2 separate regions of the Sus scrofa genome follow, and region 1 is linked to region 2. Evidence: chromatin contacts called from public HiChIP or PLAC-seq data. All regions are on one chromosome and are shown on one strand. Each heading gives the region's core, a stretch centred on a gene start, on an enhancer-like site or on the middle of the called end of the contact. The rest is flanking DNA. Distances are from core to core; before and after follow the strand shown.

Region 1 (2,719 bases), core at 154-2,653, 210 kb before region 2:
CTGGGGGTTTGGCAGGGCTGGCCGGGCCGGGGGGGGGGGGGGGGCGGGGGGGGAGCTCCGGGAGAGTCACGTGGTTCCTTTCCTCTCGAGCTCCTGCTTCCAGACCTTGCCCCTCGCTTTCTTCAGCCACGATGCTCAGATGCTCACGGCGTTCACTGCCCTCATACGAACGGCCCTCAGCCTTCGCGAACAACGACACGGTTCTGCGAAGAAGCCACCCGGGTTGCTCTGTACGGACCCAGCTTCCTCCGGACGCCACCGTCCGACAGAATGGCCCTGCTGCGTGAGGAGGGGACCGGACACGTTCGAAAATGGGAAAACGGGGCTCGGAAAAGTGAGGTTGTTCCCCAAAGTCTCAGAGTGACTCATCAGAAAAGAGAAGTCCAGCCTCCGGAATCTTCGTTTGGTCTAACCAAGGTATGGGAAACACACAAATCAATTCACAGTCAAAGCTTTTTTAAAGATTAAAAAACCCCACAAAACCCCTGGAGATGCTCCGTCCGTGAAATGTACTTTCCGTCTCTGACAGGTGGCTGGAGAGGAGACTAACTAAGGGGAGGCGTTTCTTCGTGTTTCAGGAACAGCACGGGCTTGGTTGTAGCTTCACCTGTGTCAGAACACGACCCACTTTTCTCCCGGTCCAAGTGGGTGTGAAGGCATTGCAGCGTCCACAGACTGCATCGCAATGCTAACGATCTGCTTTTCCCTTATGAAATTAAGCTCGCTAAATACATAAAAAAGGATGAACTAGGAAGCCACAAGAGACAGTGGAAGGATGCTGGGTTTTCTGATGCAATGGCTTCTTGCTGTGTGCTTGAGTCCATGTTACTTAAGTGTCTGAGCCTTGGTTTCTTCATATGTAAAACAGGATTATTATCGATGCAGACACAGGGCTCACTCCACAGCACTGTGTTAGAATGAAATTAGATAAAGTGTCTAAATTGTATACAGCAGTGCTTGGTGAAGGAAGGAGGGAGAGAAGGAAGGGAGGAAGGAAAGAAGGGAAGGAAGGAAGGAAGAAAGGGGTGAGGGAGAGAGGGAAGGAAGACAGAAGAAAATAAAAAAGAATGAGAACTTTTACAAAATTACCTTGGGGAACAAACCCAATTTCCACTCTAAATTGTATGAAATATAGAGTCACCGCCTAAAATTCACACTTAATTAGATGCATGATACATGTGTGGGTGGGTGTAGGCCTAGTTTTCACACCGTTGCTTTATCTTCAGATGGTCTTAGCTTGGCTTGTTCTGGCTCCTCTACCACTTTTCTCCTCAGAGTCTTTGAAGTCAGTTTCAAAAGGTCCTGCGGAATTGGGAGATGACACCAACTACAGAAGCCACCAGCACTGGTATTGGCTGGTCTCATGTTGGGCGGTGAAGGGGCTCCGGGCTTAGCCTTGCCTGAAATACTTATTGTGGAAAGTACCTTCTAACAGTTGAGGAAGTGTGGCCAGAGTGGGAAGATGTACAGCAATGTTGAGAAAAAACCTGACCGCATCCACTGTGAGTCATGAAAAGAGAAGAGATCTTGGGGGACCTCTGACAAAGACCATTGGGCTACATCTGCTCAGTCTGAGGCACACATGCCAGAGCTGGGGGACCAATTCTGTTAGTGGCTTCTCTACTCTGTCATCCATGCCCTAATTCTCCAGGCATTTTCTCTATTGTACTTTGAGCTGAAAAAACACTTAGGCAACATACAGAGGATATCTGTAGACTAGCAATGACAAGAGAAACTTCTTTTCATTCTCAATAATGTGACCTCATTTCCTCTGGGTTCTTGGGGTGGTTCTTTCAGAATTTCTAACGACACGAATGCTCGCAAAAAACAAAATGCACAGTTACAGATAAATTGAGGCAGAAATTTGTATCACTTTGATGGACTGTTTTGGTGGCAGCCACAGTGTGGTGGACAAATATTTATGAACACCAATTGAATAACAGGATATGCTATAACCTTTCTTTTGCAAAATTTTAAATAATGAAATAGCCTAATCCCTTCATAAATCTCATTTTAAGGACTCTGTATCATGAAATCCTCAAGCATGTATTTGTTTTTCACATACGTTTGGTATGCCAGCAGACCCAACGAAAGTAGAGGTGGGATCTCTGCCTATTGGAAAATTATGGATAATCGTTCAATATCCAATCACTGAAAGGCATATTTAGACTTATGGGAAAGGAGCTAGTGGAGCATGTTAAAAACACAATGCGATTTCAACAGGCACGGTCTGCATCTTTAAGAAAGTGTGGAGACTAAAATGGAGAAGAAGTAAAGTGTGAATCTGAGCTCTGATGGGCTCTGTGACCTTGGACTTGGTGTCCCGGAACCTCAGTTTGGTCATCTGTTATAAGAAGGTGATGACCTCAACCTCACACAGCTTTTGTGCAGAAATATAAAAGCGAATATATGTCAGGGGCTCAGCACGACGCTTAGCGAAGAGCGAGGGCTCAGTAAGTCAGCAGCGATGGTGAGATGGTGAGTGGAGCCGAGTGAAAGACACACACAGACTGAGGAAATGGGAAGCGGGAGAGGAAATGGACCCAAGAGCAGCCCCAGGGAGTAGACAGCACTTTCCCCTACTTGGTGGATGAGGAAACCGAGCTTCAGGAGGCCTAAGAGACTTGCGCAGGCTCCACATTTAGCAAAAGGCTCCAGAAGGAACCAAATTTGCCTCCCAATTTGTTCTCCTGTCTTTATACCACATGTGTTTATCTCA
Region 2 (2,883 bases), core at 303-2,802:
AGCTCTGATTCAGCCCCTAGCCTGGAACTTCCATATGTCACAGGTGCAGTCCGAAAAAAAAAAAAAAGACCAGTGTCTCGATAATTACTTTTGTATTTCCTGGCTGCTATGATACCAGAAAGGGGGATAGATTAGTGTATTGGGGGGATATTTAATCATTTTTATCATGTGTAAGTGACTGCTTTTATAAAATAGGGAAGTAAGGAAAGACGAAAGTTTCAAGAACCAGCTCCCAATTAACCCAACAGCCCTTCCTGTGCCCCTTAAAGCTGCAGAGGTAAGGAGTTGAGGCCCAGGTGCCTGGGTAGTCATTTGGCTTTGCACCCATCACTGCAACAAACTGGTGCAAAGGGTGGGACCTGGCTGGGCCTCATTCTCCTTAGATGCTGTGTAGACACATATCTCTGGCTTGACCCCAAGCCCTATCCTCACCCGTTTAGGAAAGAAGAGCAACTTTCTCAGTCCTCATCTGTCCTGCAGCTGCTCCCATCAAGGGCTTAAAGAAATGGCAAGTGGCCAGGCTTTCAAAGGCCGCCTTGCTTACCAGACAATTGAGTAACTTTTACGAGATCTGCTGCCAACTTCTCAGTTTGCCCGATAGTGACCCAAATATGTTATGACATATGCTTATTTAATAAGTCACTCCATGTGGTTTGAATTTAAAAGAAATATACCAGACTGTGGATGTGCAGTTTTACCAGGACGCTGTAGTGCAACACCAGCCCAAGTTTCTGTCTAAACACCCAAATCACAGTTGTTAATCCCTGGAGGGGTCACATGCCTAGGAAATGACAGGCGCCTGTTTTGAGATTCTCCTTTTTTACTAAACTCAAGGTTGTCATGGGTAACAGTCAAATTTGCTGACTACTCCACTTAAATTTTTTTTTTTTTTTTTTTTTTTTTTTTTTTTTTGCTGCACCCACAGCATGGGGAAGTTGCTAGGCCACTGATCGACCCTGTACCACAGCTGTAACCAGAGCCACAGGAGTGACAATACTGGATCCTTAACCCTCTGAGCTACTAGGAAACACCCACACTTAATTTTTTTTTTTTTTTTAGGAAACTTTCTGCCAAGTTTCACTTTCAAATTGTGTCTTAATGGTAGATGTTCTTAAGCCCCTTAGTTCAAAGATCTCCTATGAATCTATTTGCTGACTTCTTCCAAATAAGGATCTAATCCCTTGCTCAGAGAGAGAGACATTCTGTACACTTATAGGTAAGAAAGTAAACGCTGTCTGATGGAACCATTGTCTAAGGACCAGGCAAATCCCACTCGACTAGGGGAATGTAGGTATGAAGAGAAAGGAGAAATACCACTGCATCCAACAGTGAAAAGGAGAATCCAGGAGCTCAGTGAGATGTGATTGCTATTAGCTCTTTGGGGATACAGAAGCCAGAGGGCCAGAAGGCACTGTCAGTTCTCTGATCTATCAAGGGGCATTTGCATCATAAATCGGTATTAAAGGAGACAGAGGTCAGAGGGACAGAACCATTTAGGAGGAAATAACAGTGATCGAAGCCAAGCAACGCCCCAAGACCCAGCTTCCCTTTGGGGGAGTCTGTTTAAAGAACAGCTTCCTCTGAGAAGTAAATAGGCAGGGCTTCCTTTTTCTGTATTAATAAGAGTCTTCGCCAGCTCTTTAAAGAGTTTCCTACCTTGAGCCTCCGAACCTCAGAACTGTGACATGTGGAAAGCACAGAAGGGCTTACTCTTATGTGGAGCAATAGCCCTGAAACTAGTTTTTAACTGCGAAATCAAAAGAGAGAGACACACACACATAAAAAGAGGAACGAGCAGGTTCTGTGGCTATATATAGCATAGCAAGTGAAATAAGCTTTACTTTAACGAAATCATCTGTCAAAAGATCATAGCTAGTAAAAAGAAACATTTTTAATGGTGTAGGGAATTGCACCACTGTAAACAGTCCAATCCGGAAAATGGAAATAATCCTTCAATAATAACTAAAATTGGGAGTTCCCATTGTGGAAACAAATCCAACTGGTATCCACGAAGATACAGGTTTGATCCCTGGCCTCGATCAGTGGGTCAGGGATTCGGCGTTGCCACGAGCTGTGGTGCAGGTTGCAGACGAGGCTCGGATCCCGAGTTGCTGTGGCTGTGGTGTAGGCCGGCAGCTACAGCTCCAATTAGACCCCTAGCCTGGGAACTCCCATGTGCTGCGGGTGCAGCCTAAAAAACACATACTCACACAAAAAGCTAAAGTCAACTGAATATTTGGCTTGTGTACCAGAATTCATTGAACTCTCTCAACACACACAACTCTTCGTTTATTTTCTACATGAGGAAGTGAAGGGAGAGAGGACTCAGTTGCCAAGGGCCCTAAGCAGGTAAGTGGCAGAGCACGGATCTAAAGGCAGCCTCAGTGACTCTCCAGCCCTCCATCCTGTTCCTGATACTCTGCAGATCCTCTGGGAGTGTGGTTGATGGTTTTGCTCATTTGTTTTCATCAGTGGCTTTGTTTTGATTATTTTATTTTAGTTCGGGACTGGGGTAGGGGTGGGGATGCCTGGTCAGTGAGAGTTGCCTGTCGAATCTAAATAATATTTAACATTCACTGAAGTGTTGTGTACACGTGGTGCACAGAAAGCTGAAATGTCCAGTTCAGGAGCAGGGCTCCCTGCCAAGGGGAGACACTGCACGACGTCATGAACGGAGCGCAGAACTGGGAATAAGGCGGCACGGTCTGGTCCTGGCTCCATTACTCATAAGCCACGTGATTTAGGGCAAGCATAACCTCTAGGTCCATGGTGTGTTTTTCTGTTTTGGTTTTTTTTAAAATGGCTTCACCCCCAGCATATGGAAGTTCTCCAGGCCAGAGATTGAATCTGAGCCACAGATGAGTCAACCTCAGGTCCTTTAAC

What was found. HiChIP or PLAC-seq counts read pairs in DNA pulled down with a chosen protein or histone mark.
Region 1: a contact with region 2 is called in an H3K27ac HiChIP or PLAC-seq map of alveolar macrophages. The contact joins two enhancer-like sites. A contact is called at or near these places in 1 of 47 Hi-C or Micro-C datasets (blood) and 1 of 2 datasets of contacts at active chromatin or transcription factors (alveolar macrophages).

Annotation. Positions count from the first base shown.
Region 1 is chr11:21,171,150-21,173,868 of Sscrofa11.1, reverse strand. All of the region lies in intron 3 of LCP1 (plastin-2), which reads right to left. Among named protein-coding and RNA genes, the nearest start is that of LCP1, 46 kb to the right of the region's middle. Within about 2 kb of position 1,403, at least 13 of the 83 cell types and tissues checked have an H3K27ac peak or open chromatin away from gene starts, as enhancers often do. A contact at or near this core is called in alveolar macrophages, where this site is marked.
Region 2 is chr11:20,963,905-20,966,787 of Sscrofa11.1, reverse strand. No RefSeq gene overlaps it. Among named protein-coding and RNA genes, the nearest start is that of RUBCNL, 30 kb to the left of the region's middle. Within about 2 kb of position 1,552, at least 36 of the 83 cell types and tissues checked have an H3K27ac peak or open chromatin away from gene starts, as enhancers often do. A contact at or near this core is called in alveolar macrophages, where this site is marked.